Regions from separate parts of the Mus musculus genome. Here all the other regions are linked to region 2. Evidence: chromatin contacts called from public HiChIP or PLAC-seq and promoter capture Hi-C data. All regions are on one chromosome and are shown on one strand. Each heading gives the region's core, a stretch centred on a gene start, on an enhancer-like site or on the middle of the called end of the contact. The rest is flanking DNA. Distances are from core to core; before and after follow the strand shown. Region 1 holds the start of Rps8 (ribosomal protein S8). Region 2 holds the start of Ccdc17 (coiled-coil domain containing 17). Region 3 holds the start of Plk3 (polo like kinase 3). Region 4 holds the start of Nsun4 (NOL1/NOP2/Sun domain family, member 4). Region 5 holds the start of Kif2c (kinesin family member 2C).

Region 1 (2,700 bases), core at 118-2,617, 560 kb after region 2:
TTGGATGCATTGTAGACAACATCAATGATCCTTGTTTTGCGAGTACAACCTGCATACAAAGAGAGATTCACAATCAGGGGCTGGGGCAGTTAATGTTTTTTTATTACTGAAATCTTTTTTTAACATTCTCTAGAAAGCACCTCTCATTGCAGGAGTTAAGAGATCAGAATATGGCAAAGAATTCTCCAACTACCTCAGGATCTTTCAGCAAGAACAAATTCAAATACTTCAACACCTACTTACACTCAGAGCCCCAGGAAAAGTTCCCCACATCCAATCTCAGGGCACGGTACTTCTTATTGCCTCCTCGAACTCGGACTGTGTGTATGCGGCGAGGGCCAATCTAGAGAACACAAGAAGGCCAGAACATGTGTCATCAAAACGAGTGGGGACTGGGAGAGGAACCCGAACCAGACGGAGGTAACAGTCAGTGTAACTATGACAAGTCCTTGCATTGGCAAGTGGTGTACAGGTGGCCAAGACGGCCATAACCACGCCTAAGGATACGTTTTCATCACCCTAGTTACCTCCAGAAAAAGCCAGACCCCCCCTAACACAGGAAGAACCCCAGTAAGGAACACACCAAGCTTGCAGCTCTCCCACTCCTAGGCTCCAGTAGACCCTAAGCTTGGAGATTAGGGTGCACAGACCCTGCACGTGGACACACTTCCATGTCCAGTCGCCAGCACCGAGAAACCTGAGCCTTACAAAGGTGATCACAGCCACTCGTGTTCCCCAGCAAACACGCTCTAGCGCAGGGGAAGGCAGCCTCTCCCAGTCGTCCTCCCCCCGACCCCCGCACGCACCTTCGTGTTGGCAGCGGGCCGTCCCAGCTCATACTTTCGCTTCTTGTGGTAGGGTTTTCGCTTACCCCCGGTCTTGCGGCGCTTGTGCCAGTTGTCCCGAGAGATGCCTGTGTGTGGGAGCGAGGACGCAAGCCTGAGCAACCGGGCCTCGCCGCCGGCCAATCAGCCCGCTCCCGAGCCCCGCGCTGCGCGGGCTGCCCGCACGCTCAGCTCTCCAAGGTTGGCTTCCCCACGACGCAGTCGGGAGTGTGCAGCATACCCAGGTGTCATCATCCGCGTGCGGCCCGGCCCGCGGCAGCCATGTTGGCCCGCTCGCAGCCCGGAGCCCCGGAGGCGGCCGCAGCGATCTCCACAGCCCTAGCCCACCGCAGGCCCTTGCCACGGCTGCCCGTGGCCCATGGTCGGGCCGAGCATGCGTCGGGAGGCAGGATGGAGACGGATGGAGCTCGCTCCCCCGCGGCCCGACCCGGCCCGCAGCAACACTCACCCATCGCTCGGCGCTGGCTGGAAAGAGGAAGCGCAAAGCTTCACGGTCCGGTTTCTAAAACTCAGCCCCGCCTTCTTTACGTCTCTTCCGGTTGCCGGGAAGGACCTGGGGCCGCGGCGAGCCTGGGACGCTGGCACAGGGGAGGGTCCTGCGGCGTGCGAACTCACGCGGACCCCGCCTCAAATCCCTTGACCTTGGGCGGTCTGGAGGGCGGGCTCCTTAAGCTGAGCTATAGGGCACACTTGCCTGCCTGTTGTGCTTACATTTTGTCCTTTAAATTTTTTTTTTTTTTTTTTTTTTTAAACCGGGCGTGGTGGCGCACGCCTTTAATCCCAGCACTCGGGAGACAGAGGCAGGCGAATTTCTGAGTTTGAGGCCAACCTGGTCTACAAAGTGAGTTCTAGGACAGCCAGGGCTATACAGAGAAACCCTTGTAAACTTGTAAAACCAAAAAAGAAAAAAGAGTAAAGGGCCCTAATTGGAAAAGTGAAGTAGTAGAAGCTCCAACGCTCTGTTCACAGGGGGACTTGACCCTGTATATGAACACACAAAATTCATGTGTATCTCTTACATGGCAGCAATTAGCAATCAAAAAGGAAATTAAAAACAGTTTTAGTTCTGGAAAGATTGGTACTGCAAACTGTGCTCAGGGTCTCTTCAAAAGCATCAAGTGCTTAGGTCGACTCACAGTTCCTGAAATTCCAATTCCAAAGTATCTGACAATCTGGTCTGGCCCAGTGGGTCAAACCTGAAATCCAGCACTGAGACAGAGAATTATCACCAGTTGAGGGCTAGCCTGAGCTAAAGAATGAGCTACTGCTCAGTGGGAGGAACAAGCGGCCGGCTGAGGAGAAACTGAGGCACTAGACACCCCTCCAAGTGAAATCAAAGCAGAGGACAGTGGGGCTCCGGCGTCAGACAAGATGAGAGCTCAGTCAGTACATTTTATTTCTTAAACTTAAACGTCGCCTTGAATGTCAGTGAACGTCTACTTTTAAAGGGACCTCTCACCTGACCGATTTCTTTTTGAATTTTAAACTTTAACTTCAAATGTTTTAAATTTTGATTCTGAGGTTTTTACTGCGTGTATCCGATTTTTTTTTTTTAAAGATTTATTTATTTAGTATATGTAAGTACACTGTAGCTGTCTTGAGACACTCCAGAAGAGGGCATCAGATTTCGTTACGGATGTTTGTGAGCCACCATGTGGTTGCTGGGATTTGAACTCCGGACCTTTGGAAGAGCAGTCGGCCCTCTTAACCACTGAGCCATCTCGCCAGCCCCCCCCCCCCCCACGATTTTACAGTTTTGAAGCGATTTTTTTGTTGTGTTTGTTTTTTTGGGGTTTTTTGTTTGTTTGTTTGTTTTGTTTTGTTTTTTTGAGACAGGGTTTCTCTGAATAGCCCT
Region 2 (2,700 bases), core at 63-2,562:
TAGGCTGGAGAATAAGCAAGACAATAAAACTCCCAAGCTCACTGTTTCTAAGTGCTTATCAGGATGACCAAGATATCTGAGCCTACTTCCCTGTCCTAGCCCAAAGTAAAATTCTTGCCTTAAGCCTACTACTTTGTTCTAGCCAAATTAGATTCCTGCCTGAGCTTACTTCCTTGTCCTGGCCTAATGTCAAATCCCAGCCAAGTGGCCCCACAAAGCTCTCCACAGATGGGCAAAGCCCAACTCAGGAAAGAAATGCTACTTAAGAGCAGTGCAGGGGGGCTGGTGAGATGGCTCAGTGGGTAAGAGTACCCGACTGCTCTTCCAAAGGTCCAGTGTTCAAGTCCCAGCAACCACATGGTGGCTCACAACCATCCGTGACGCCCTCTTCTGGTGTGTCTGAAGACAGCTACCGTGTACTTACATATAATAAATAAATCTTAAAAAAAAAAAAAAAAAGAGCAGTGCAGGGAAAATCCATCTTGGAGTTAGTTCAGTTGAGTGTAGTTTAGAGGCAGCTTCACCAAGTAGAGCACTTCAATGAGAAGCTAAGAGAAGCCGGTTTGAACCAGTTCAGAGAGGACTTTGAGACAGAACAGCTGAGTTGAGTCAGCCAGCTTTGAGGAAGAGCTAGAGTGAGTTTATTCAATAGTCTCAGAGCCTGAAAACATTTTAGGCATAGATTCGCCTAGGAGATGAGGATGAACGTTGCTTTTACAGATCTGTGTAAAGGTGACGATAACTTGACCAGCAGAAAGAGCTCGTTTAACTCACAAGTAGTATCCATCTGACAAATTGTATTCTCCCCAACGGGTCTCCCAGTTCTCATTACTGGAAAGGTTCAGATCATTCCTGTCCCAGAATGGGAATTAGAAAGACTATTCCATTGTGTGGTGTGTTAATTCTGTAAAAGATGGGTTTATGCAAAGACATACTGCTAATATGAGGTTTACCTTGTGCGGAAATGTTCCCTACAGTGGAGAATTCTAGCTTGAAATCTGTCCATTTTAGAGAACAGCTGTGGTACAGATGACAGTTGCCTATCAGAGGCTAAATAGGCAATGAAGTCAAAGCCGCAGTTAATTAAATACTTGGCCAAACTCACTGTAATTGGTGGAACAAACTGACATTTTCACACCTGGGCCCCACCCAAAGGTGGCCAGGCACATTGCCCAGGCCTGCCTAAGCCTGTACTCGCTGCCCAGGGAGCTAGGGCACCTCCCCAAACATAAACATACATTTGAAGGACCTGGCGATTTAGCAGACTTGGTCTATTCTTTGTCCCTTTTCTCTCTTTTCTGTCCAGTCCGCCTTTTCTCTTTTGTCACATCCTCTGTAGGACGCTGGTGTCTATAAGAGATTCCATTCCATGGCCGATTACTCAGGGGAATCAGGACTTTTATCCTGTGAATCCTGTGATATGGTTTTCCGCTCCTGGGCTCTGTTGGCCACACACACCAAACGATTCTGCATTGGCCGGCTGACTCCGGAGGTAACACTTAAATCACAGCCTTCAGTCGCGATCAAACGAGGCACCAAGGTAAGGGCCGCCAGTGGCCAGGGGTAGGTTTTCCATCAATCATTATTCTTACGTTTTTTGCCTCCCCGCCACCAGATCATGGCACAAGAAAAGAGCCGTGATCAGGAAGCCAGCACATCTGCTCTAAAGAGGCTGACAGAGGAGGTACACACCAATCATGACTACAAACTTCAACTTTACATGTGTAGAGATTTACATGCTGGAAATCACCCAGTACAGAAATAGCGGGTCCGAGTTATTTGCAGGTGCAGTTGCTGTCCCTACAGAAAATAGGTCCCCGAGCGACTGAGGGTCTCACTTCCCAGACTGCAGGGAGCCCTGGGGAGAGGCTGCGAGTCTTGCAGGGAACCCGCGCCAGACGCATGGCAGAAACAGAAGCACAGAGCCGGGCGCTGGAGCGTCGCGGCGAAGGTGAGAGGTAAGGACTCGGCCCTGTCGCTGTGCTCGGACTCACCCTGACTCTGCCCATTTGTCCCTCAGAATTAAAACGGCGCCTCCACAGCGTGGCGGGACCCAAGGGAGGATTACCCCGCCCATTCGACTTGGAGCGCGAGCTCAGAGAACTCAAGGAAGAGGCCAACCGGACCCGGGGAGCACTGCAAACGCTAGGTGCGCATTTCCAGGCGCTCCAGCTTCAGCCTCGGTGAGTTGCCGGCCCAGCTTTGGTAGGAGTGCGGGCGGGGCCTTGGGCTCGGGTCAGTGACATCATCTGCTTGCGCCAGAAAACTGCAGGACACCCATAGGGCAGTGGAATTCTGTTACCTGCCCCTGCGGTTCAACCCGGAAACGCTGGCTGCAGAGATCCGGTGAGGACCCCGGCCCTGGGTGGACAGGATCGGGAGTCTGTTCAGTCTGGGAGATCGCTTTCTGCTGCCTTCTTGCTAGGATCCTACGTGAAGCCTACGTGCACGGTGGAGGCCGGGACCCAGAAGTTCTGGACAAAATATTGCAGCTGCAAGTGGAAGCGTCAGCCCTGGAATTGCAGCGGTCGCAAAACCGCAAGGGTGAACGAAAGGGTCTATCATAGAGGGTTTCTACACTGATGGTCCTAGAGTTGGAAGGAGAAAAGGGCTTGAGGGAGAGCACCACTAGAATGGGAGGCACGTAAGCCCAAGGAAGGAAAACCCATTGCCAGATGACAAATCCAGGCTTGTGCAGAA
Region 3 (2,700 bases), core at 97-2,596, 540 kb after region 2:
ATACAGAAAACCCATCATTACCCCTTCCCTGGTTATCCCAAGTACATATCTGGTCACCTTGTACATCATCTGTGTCACAAACAGGCTGTGGCCACCATCCCCTCACTCACTTTTTCCTCTGCTCTGGGGGCTCTAATCGAGCTGCCAGCCCAAAATCCCCCACCTTCAGTTCCATGTTATCCGTGATGAAAAAATTTCCTAGACAGTAGCAGAGAGACGCGTCAGATTCTTAACGCCTTTCATCCCTCCGCAGGTCTCCACCCTTCAGACCAGACGCAGGAATCTCACCCAGCTTGAGATCTCTGTGTAAGATACCCCTCTGGTGCAAGTACTTGAGGCCAGAAAGGATCTGGCGCAGGTAGTAGCGAACCTCTGGTTCCAACAGGGTGTGTCGGGCCTTCCAGATGTGGGCCAGGGACTGCAGAAAGTCACTGTTTCAGACCCCGCTTGCCTTCCCAGACCCTCCCTCCATCTGTGTTTGCTAAAGATGACAAGAACAGCTTTGGATCTTAAGAACCCGCTTCCTCCCCTACCCCTGTTCCCAATGAACCCACCCCGCCCCCATTCCGGACCTTTCGGCTACAGAGCTCCAGGAAAATGTATATGTTGTCAGCATCCTCGAAATGATGTGAAAAGCGAACGATATGGCGGTGCTGTAGGTCTCGGTGCAACTCTATCTCATTTAGGATCTGCGACAGGGGAGTGAAATCCTCATCTTTCCAGGGTTCCCACGCCACCATCCCCTCCCCATCCCTTGGACCGCAGGGCCTGGACCCACCTTCTCGCGCTGATGCGGCTTGGCGACGCGACTCTGTGGGATGACTTTGACCGCGTAGGCTATACCAGACTCGGTGTCAGTGGCTTCATAGCAGCGTGCGAAGCCCCCCTAGAAAGAAGAAGCTGCATCATCGATCTGGGCGCTCCGGAGTGGCCGGATCCGGCCCGTAGAGCTCCTCTCCACCTCCGGAGTGGCCCGGTCGGGTCCGCAGAGCTCCCCTCCACCTCCGTCAACGCTACCCCGGAGCCCCGACCCACCTTGCCCAACAAGCGACCCTTGGTGTAGGTACGGCCGCTGAGAGGGTCGGTGATGAGGCGACCAGGAGGATCCGGCGCCCGTGGCCCGGCCAGCACCTCAGGTTCCGATCGCGGGGAGGCATTGGCAGGCGGCCCCGGGCCGGCGGGGGGCGCGGACGGGGCAGCCGCGCGCGGGAAGGGGCGCGGAGACAAGAAGCCGGCGGCGGGCTCCATGCGGACGGCGCGGCGCAGCGCCTGCCGAGCTGGTTCTCGGTTCCGCCCGGCCCCGGCCGCGCGTGGCGCTGCCTGGTTTCTCTACGCTGCGATCGCGCCAGGGCAAGGGGGAGTCCGACGTTTTTATCAATGAACCCCTGCCCCCTCCCCGGTGTTTCGTCATCTCGAGCTCCGCCCCTTTCCTGGCTGCCAGGCTTGGAGAGGCCACGCCCATTGCTCCGCCTTACGTCACCTGAAAGATCTTCCCTTGCCTGGGCGTTCTTAAAGGCCACTCCTCCTGCTCTGGCCTTAAAGGAGCCCCGGTTGAGCTAGTCGCCTGGCAGGTGTAACCCTGCTCCGTTTCTCTAGGCTACCCAGTGCAAGTGACTCTTTTTTTCCCCTTCATCCTTAGAATGTGTGCTGAAGTCGGAGTGGAGGCCAGTTATCCGGAGGCCTCTTTCGAGCAACAGTAAGGGTTAGCATTCAAACTGGGGAGGAAAGACAGGGGTGTTGCAAACTGCTCAGTGCACATCACCAACACAGGTGGTTTCCTGCAAGCATCTCTTGCTCTGGTACAGAGCATGCTGCCCTCTTCGGGGACTGTGGAATAGCACGCTGCAGAGCCCGATTTACCTGGTCTGGGACTGTGCAATGGGTTTGTGGAACAGAGCCTGGTATTCAAGGTTTTATGTTTGCGTTTTGTTTTTCCAAGACAGGGTGTCTCTGTGTGGCCCTGGCTGTCCCAGAACCCACTATGTAGACCAGGCTGGCTTTGAAATCAAAGATCCACCTGCCCCTGCCTCCCAGTATTCACTGTTTTTCACCATGTTCCAGGCTACATCTTCTGCTACCCAATTCTACCTTATTATTCTTCTGAGGGAAAGGAGAGCTGAGGCAGAGTAGCTGTCATGTGATCCAGGCTGGCTTTGAACTCGAGGTCCTTCTGTCTTCACCTTTGACATGATGGGACTCCAGACCTGTACCTCTGCCCCAGACCCTGAGTTCCCCATCATATTCTCAAAAATACCTATTGCACCGAGTCAGCAGGCAAAAGGCCAGACAGTGAGGAATGAGAACTGGACACTCTTAGGTGCTAGAGACCTGCAACTGGGCAGTTAGCTTTGAAGTCCATTACAGATAAACTCAAGTAGGTGGCAGGAATCTATGATCTATGTGGAATCTTTTTCTGTGTGGGTTTTTTTTTTGGGGGGGGGGTGTTGTGGAGGGTTGTTTTGGTTTTTGTTTTGTTTTGTGACAGAGTTTCCAGGAAGCCAGGAATTCGACCTGTAAACCAGACTGGCCTTGACTTCCTACCTGTCTCTGCCCCTCCACCACTGCCCGGCTTCGATGTGAAATCTTTTTTTTTTTTTTTTTTTTTCCTTGAAATAGGTTTCTCTGTGTAGACTTGGCTGTCCTGGAATCATTCTGTAAACCAGGCTGGCCTCCAACTCAGAGATCTGCTGCCTGTCTCTG
Region 4 (2,700 bases), core at 138-2,637, 540 kb before region 2:
TTCCCAAGAGGTACATCAAGCTGTGGTTTAGGTTCACAAGAGTTTGGAGGCATAGGGTTGTCGTGGTAAGGGTTGCCAGAGGGTGGGGAAGATGCTGAAGAAAGGGGAGGATCATTGTAACTTCTTCTAGAGGGACAGTGGGGCCCTCGGTGAGAAATGGATGCAGGGGTTAGAGGTCTAGTTTCCACAGATCGGTGAGCAAGGGGAGGTGAAATTGCAAGGCCAGGTCTCAGGGGCCGATGGGTAAGAAGAGGTGAAATGATGGAGTAATTTCCCTGGGACCCTGGCATAAGGGGAGTCGAAATCACCGGGCCTGTCTCCAAGGTTATATGAGTAAGTTCAGGGGAAGTTACTGGGCTGGCTCTAGGGGCCTGATGAATGAGAGGTGGGGAAGTCACATAACAAAGACGCGGACTTGGAGGGCATGAACGCTGAGATTCTGGGGAATCAATATAGTTGCAACATAGGTTCCGCTGATGAGGAGAGGGTGACCCCTGAAGGCTGAATCGGTCAAAACAAGGAGAGGATGAACCAGCTGGCTCTTGTCTGTACAGCCTTCCTAGGAGTGGAGAAAAGGGTTCAAAGGGGCACCTCTCCGGTGGGGGTGGGGAGGAGAGGACTGGGGGCGGAGGGGGCGGGGTGGGGATCCGTCGAGGTAAGCACGGAGAAGAAATGGTGAGGCAAGAGAAAGGTTCTCTAGAGTAAGGGGGGTTGGTGAATCTGTTGCCTGCATTTGGAGAAAGGCCAGCATTACAGGAAAGGTGGTCGTTGAAGTCTTTCCCGGGCGCCACAGGCACCTCGAGAGTGAGAACAGGGGTGAATCCTTTCCTGCAGGACGACGGAGACTCAGGAGGGAAGGAGTAGTTGTTAGGGCAGTCTGCTTGAGGTGAAGTTGAAGGGGCTGAAATTTTAAGGAGGAAAGGAGGGGAAGAGTTCATGGGACTGGAGGGGAAGGGTAAGAGGGAGGAAAGAAAAGGAAAAAGAAGGGTGGGAAGGGCAAGATAAAAGTAAGCAAGAAAAAGTAACATGAGGCGATGTAACGTCACCGAATGAAAGCTCAGGCCGTGACTTAACAGAGAGGGGCGGAGTCAGGGGGCTGCTTACGCAACAGGAAGAGGCTTGTGGTTAATAAAAGGACAGGCAGGCGTGAGACAAGAGCTCCAAGAAGGTTACGGTCCCTGGAGTTCATGTCCCGAATGCAACTGTGAGTGACGGGAAACGCAAGGGCTGGATAAGTCTCCCTCTAATGTCAGACCTTACCCATTTCTTCTTATATCGATATCTCCGCGGGACCGGCGTGAAGTCCACGAGCTTCAGCAGCTTCCGAACACATCTTAAGACGGGCGCAGCCATGTCAACTAACAACGCCAATAATTCCGACTGAAACTGCAGCTGCGCTCTCGCGGGTTCCGGGAAGGATTGAGGGCTGCTTAGAATATCAGCGGCAGACAGGGCGGGGCTAGGCTTGCGGCGCCCCCAGGGCTCCGCCTACCTCCACACCCCACCCACCAGAATCCTCGGGGCGCACACGAAGCGGTGGCTGTGCTAGAGCATCTAAAGGAGCTCCTAGGAAGTTGCAGGGAAGGCCTTCTGGGCTCAACCTGCATGGAGAAAGCTGCCGAGGTAGAACGAAATTAGAGCAGACTATAGACAGAAGCGGAATTGCTAGGAAGCCATAGAAGCCAGTTTCAAGATCTTCCTTTTAGACGGTTCTTTTCAAGACTCGGTACCTAATTTTGTGTTCTTTCTGAGACTATCAAATTGACTACGCCGCTTAGGATCCAAGAAGAAAGGGGGTGATCACTATTTTTAGAAATGATCGTTTGGCTGAGCAGAGTGGCATATGTCTTTATTCCAGCACTTGGAAGGCAGAAGCAGACGGATCTCTGTGAGTTCCAGGCCAAGCTTGGTTTTCATAGCTACAGGTCAGACAGCTTTTCTGTAACCTTACATTTATTCTTATAATGTATTGCCACCCACCATATAGTATAATCAGCTAAGTCGTAATTTTTTAAAAATGTTAAGTATGTCAAACTGATCTCTGGAAGTTGTGGGGCAGCCAACGTCTTTGAATTAGTGAGCTCCAGATTCCATGAGACCATCTGAAGACGTGTGGTGTTGACCTGCAGCTGCCATTCATAGACCATATGCACATATGCATGAACATATACAAACATATAACACACTCTTTTCTTTTCCTTTTGATTTTTGAGACAAGATCTCACTACATAGTCGTGGCTGGCCTATAACTCTCTATGTACACCAGGCTAGCCTGGAAATTATACCTGCTTGCTTCCGTCTCCCAAGGGCTGGGATTAAAAGGGTGTGCCCAAACTGTAACTCATACAAATATAGAATGAGCACCTGCCAAAAATTGTACTCATCATCCAAGTCACATACGTATCTGTCATTATCTTTTTTTTTTTTTTTTTTTTTTTTTTTTGGTTTTTCGAGACAGGATTTCTCTGTATAGCCTTGGCTGTCCTGGAACTCACTTTATAGACCAGGCTAGCCTCGAACTCAGAAATCTGCCTGCCTCTGCCTCCCAAGCGCTGGGATTAAAGGCATGCGCCACCACCGACTGGCTATCTGTCATTATCTTAAACAATAAAAGTAAAATAAGACTTAAACAAGTGAGAATTTGAGTTTCAAAATTTTAGTGAGCCAAATGAGGCCACGATGGCACATGTCCTTTTGTTT
Region 5 (2,700 bases), core at 171-2,670, 590 kb after region 2:
TCTTTTAAAAAATACAAACAGCCAGGCAGTGGTGGCCCTTGCCTTTAATCCCAATACATCAGGGATAGAGGCCTGAGGAGTTCTGTGAGTGAGGACAGCCTGGTCTACAACGTGAGTTCCAGGACAGACAGGGCTACACAGAGAAACCCTGTTGTCAAAGTGTAATTCCACTTCCAGAGGATTTCACAAAACACCAATGAACATAAAATAAAATAATAAATTTAAAAAGCAACAAACAAACAAAACACCAAAGAACTAGGCCTGTGATGGTGCATGCCTTTAATCCTAGCACTTGCAAAGTACAGTAGGTGGATCTCTGTGAGTTCGAGGTCAGCCTGATCTACAAAGCAAGTCCAGGTCCAAGGCCCTGTTACAGAGAAACTGTCTCAAAAAATAAAACAAAACACAAATGCTAGTTAGTAATTCTAGTGGGGTTCACCCTTAGACCATTCCACAGTGGAAGTGAACAGGGAATGGGCCTTAAACCCCAGCTCCATAGGATAAAATTGCATCACCGCTCCAACAGAATGAAGATTCATTTGAGCAAGTAAGTTACTACATTCCTTGGAGGAGCTATTCCTGAACACATCAGTAAAGAGCTGGACCGCTGGAGTTCCCTGGTCCATTTTTGGCAGTGGTTGGCTAGTCCATGAATGACCCGTTATTAGACCTGTAGAAATTGCTTAATAAAGACAGATGGTTGAGCCGGGCAGTGGTGGTGCAACGCCTTTAATCCCAGCCCTTGGGAGGCAGAGGCAGGGGATTTGTGAGTTCGAGGCCTGGTCTACAGGAGTTCCAGGACTACACAGAGAAACCCTTCCTTGAAAAACCAAAACAAACGCCAAAAAAAAAAAAAAAAAAAAAAAAAAGCCGGGCGTGGTAGTGCATGACCTTTAATCCCAGCACTCAGGAGGCCGAGGAAGCCGCGGGTCCAACAAAGCAAAACAGGTTCAGAGGAAATGCATCCAATCGCTATAACCTAGCTAGGCGCACCAATAACCGCAGACGTGCTCCGCCCACACTCAGAAAGCAGGCAAGGGACCCACAACCAAAGTAGCGTTTTCCTCCTGTGTAGGGGACACCGACTGCCAGTGTAGTGACATGGACCCCCTCAGTGTGGAATAAGGGAAAGTATCCCAAAGCTTTGCCACACGGAGATTCAGATAACCATCTTGGCAGTCTCACCGCTCTTGGGTCGTCCCCTTGGCCTCAAGACCCTGCCCTCACCATTGCTGCGTTGAATGTTGATGGAGAGACCAGGAAACAGGCGTGCGTGAAGCGACTCCATGGACTCAGGAACAACAACAGGCAACACAAATGAAAGAAGCTTGGAAACCACGACTCTGCTAATACTGCGCTGTGTTAACAACGCCTAAACCGCTGCAGTTTAAATCCCGCGCGCCAGCCTCCCTACAACGTCACCAGTGCGACGCACCGCAGAGCAATGTGGGATATGTAGTCTTGGTCTCCGACTTCCGGCGCGTGGCCGGGCTCCCGAGCTCTGAGACTGATGGGAAGGGTTTTTGGTTGGTTGGTTGGTTGTTTGGTTTTTTCGTTTGTTTGTTTTGTTTTGTTTTTCTAGCTCTTGCTGTCCTGGAACTCACTCTGTAAACCAGGCTGGCCTCGAACTCAGAAATCCGCTTGCCTCTGCCTCCCGAGTGCTGGGATTAAAGGCGTGCGCCACCACGCCCAGCTGATGGGAAGGTTTTATGGCTTCTGGCCTTACCCTCCCGCTACCAGGTCGAACTTCTGCCTTTATGTAAGACTAGGAAACTTATGTATAATGTTTCAGTGAGGGCCTTGTGATTCTACAGACAGGGGTTCAAATCCTGGTTTCTTGATGATTGCTTTCTCTTTGAAATGTATACAATATTTCGAAGACACCAATTAAAAATAGTCACATGCTAGTGCTAGACATAGTGCTAGATTGGGATAGTGGAATAAACAAGACGAATGGTTCCTGTCCGTGAAACTTTTTTTTTTTTTTTTTTCCTATTAGGAACACGGGGGAAGTCATACGGTGGTGACTCGAGCCTTTAATCCTACCACTAGAGAGAGGCAAATTTGACTTCGAAGTCAGTCTGGTCTACAGCCTGAGTTCCAGAATAGCCAAGATTACACAGGGAAACCCTTTCTAGAAAAACAAAACAAAACAGAACACAAGAGAAGCGGGGTATGGTAGATCATGCCTATAATCCTAGCTCCCTGTAGATGAAGAAAAGAGAATAATTTCAAAGCCAACCTTAGCTAAGCAGCATGTTTGAGGCCAGAGTGGGCTGTGTGAAACTGTCTCAAACAAACAAACAAACAAACAAAAAAAGATGCTGGCAATGAAAAGCAGCCTACAATGCCTAAATGCTGGAATTAGCATGAATCACCATACCTGATTTTTGTCATTATTTATAATGTCTTTTTGTTTCGTAGTACTAGGTATTAACTCCAGGACTTTGTGCATGTGCCACTACTGTCCGGCTTCTAGGGGAACGTTCTTACACTGAACCACATCATTACTGCCCCAGTATGCAGACCTATGCAGACCAAGAACCCCCACCGCCCCGCGGAGGATATGTATAGTGTAAATGGTGTCTAGCCCTTGGTCTATCCAACCTTGACAAGCCTGAAGACCTGAGTTTGATCTTCTGGACCTACATGGTAGGAGAATGAACTCCCCAAAGCCTCCACAAATGTGCCATGGCATGC

What was found. Promoter capture Hi-C pulls out the DNA fragments that hold promoters and counts their contacts. HiChIP or PLAC-seq counts read pairs in DNA pulled down with a chosen protein or histone mark. Capture Hi-C pulls out chosen DNA fragments and counts their contacts.
Region 1: a contact with region 2 is called in a promoter capture Hi-C map of second pharyngeal arch cranial neural crest. The contact joins the promoter of Rps8 here to the promoter of Ccdc17 in region 2. A contact is called at or near these places in 9 of 39 promoter capture datasets (the C10 cell line, the HPC-7 cell line, cranial neural crest and 6 more), 2 of 484 Hi-C or Micro-C datasets (both in embryonic stem cells), 2 of 115 datasets of contacts at active chromatin or transcription factors (bone marrow-derived macrophages and embryonic stem cells) and 1 of 9 other capture datasets (liver).
Region 3: an H3K27ac HiChIP or PLAC-seq map of microglia shows a contact between it and region 2, with 5 times the contacts expected there. The contact joins the promoter of Plk3 here to the promoter of Ccdc17 in region 2. A contact is called at or near these places in 2 of 115 datasets of contacts at active chromatin or transcription factors (effector CD8 T cells and microglia) and 2 of 9 other capture datasets (adipose tissue and liver).
Region 4: a promoter capture Hi-C map of adipose tissue shows a contact between it and region 2. The contact joins the promoter of Nsun4 here to the promoter of Ccdc17 in region 2. A contact is called at or near these places in 4 of 39 promoter capture datasets (the C10 cell line, cranial neural crest, liver and 1 more) and 1 of 9 other capture datasets (adipose tissue).
Region 5: a promoter capture Hi-C map of cranial neural crest shows a contact between it and region 2. The contact joins the promoter of Kif2c here to the promoter of Ccdc17 in region 2. A contact is called at or near these places in 9 of 39 promoter capture datasets (the C10 cell line, cranial neural crest, frontonasal cranial neural crest and 5 more), 5 of 484 Hi-C or Micro-C datasets (embryonic stem cells and large pre-B cells), 6 of 115 datasets of contacts at active chromatin or transcription factors (bone marrow-derived macrophages, embryonic stem cells, fetal liver and 2 more) and 2 of 9 other capture datasets (embryonic stem cells and liver).

Annotation. Positions count from the first base shown.
Region 1 is chr4:117,154,765-117,157,464 of GRCm38.p6, forward strand. Rps8 (ribosomal protein S8) reads right to left here and starts at 1,368. Exons shown (of 6, transcript NM_009098.2): 1 at 1,294-1,368; 2 at 807-913; 3 at 244-343; 4 at 1-49. The coding sequence starts at 1,297. Snord55 (small nucleolar RNA, C/D box 55) reads right to left here and starts at 1,084; the gene lies at 1,007-1,084. It overlaps LOC115490046 (a small nucleolar RNA gene), which reads right to left and starts at 525; the gene lies at 422-525.
Region 2 is chr4:116,595,418-116,598,117 of GRCm38.p6, forward strand. It overlaps Ccdc17 (coiled-coil domain containing 17), which reads left to right and starts at 1,313. Exons shown (of 13, transcript NM_001037916.3): 1 at 1,313-1,540; 2 at 1,616-1,684; 3 at 1,846-1,951; 4 at 2,021-2,183; 5 at 2,263-2,346; 6 at 2,426-2,544. The coding sequence starts at 1,370. C530005A16Rik (RIKEN cDNA C530005A16 gene) reads right to left here and starts at 2,213. Exons shown (of 3, transcript NR_029450.1): 1 at 425-2,213.
Region 3 is chr4:117,132,617-117,135,316 of GRCm38.p6, forward strand. Plk3 (polo like kinase 3) reads right to left here and starts at 1,347. Exons shown (of 15, transcript NM_013807.3): 1 at 1,036-1,347; 2 at 779-886; 3 at 573-689; 4 at 289-418; 5 at 111-198. The coding sequence starts at 1,248.
Region 4 is chr4:116,052,424-116,055,123 of GRCm38.p6, forward strand. Nsun4 (NOL1/NOP2/Sun domain family, member 4) reads right to left here and starts at 1,388. Exons shown (of 6, transcript NM_028142.5): 1 at 1,261-1,388. The coding sequence starts at 1,353.
Region 5 is chr4:117,181,204-117,183,903 of GRCm38.p6, forward strand. Kif2c (kinesin family member 2C) reads right to left here and starts at 1,421. Exons shown (of 20, transcript NM_134471.4): 1 at 1,228-1,421. The coding sequence starts at 1,288.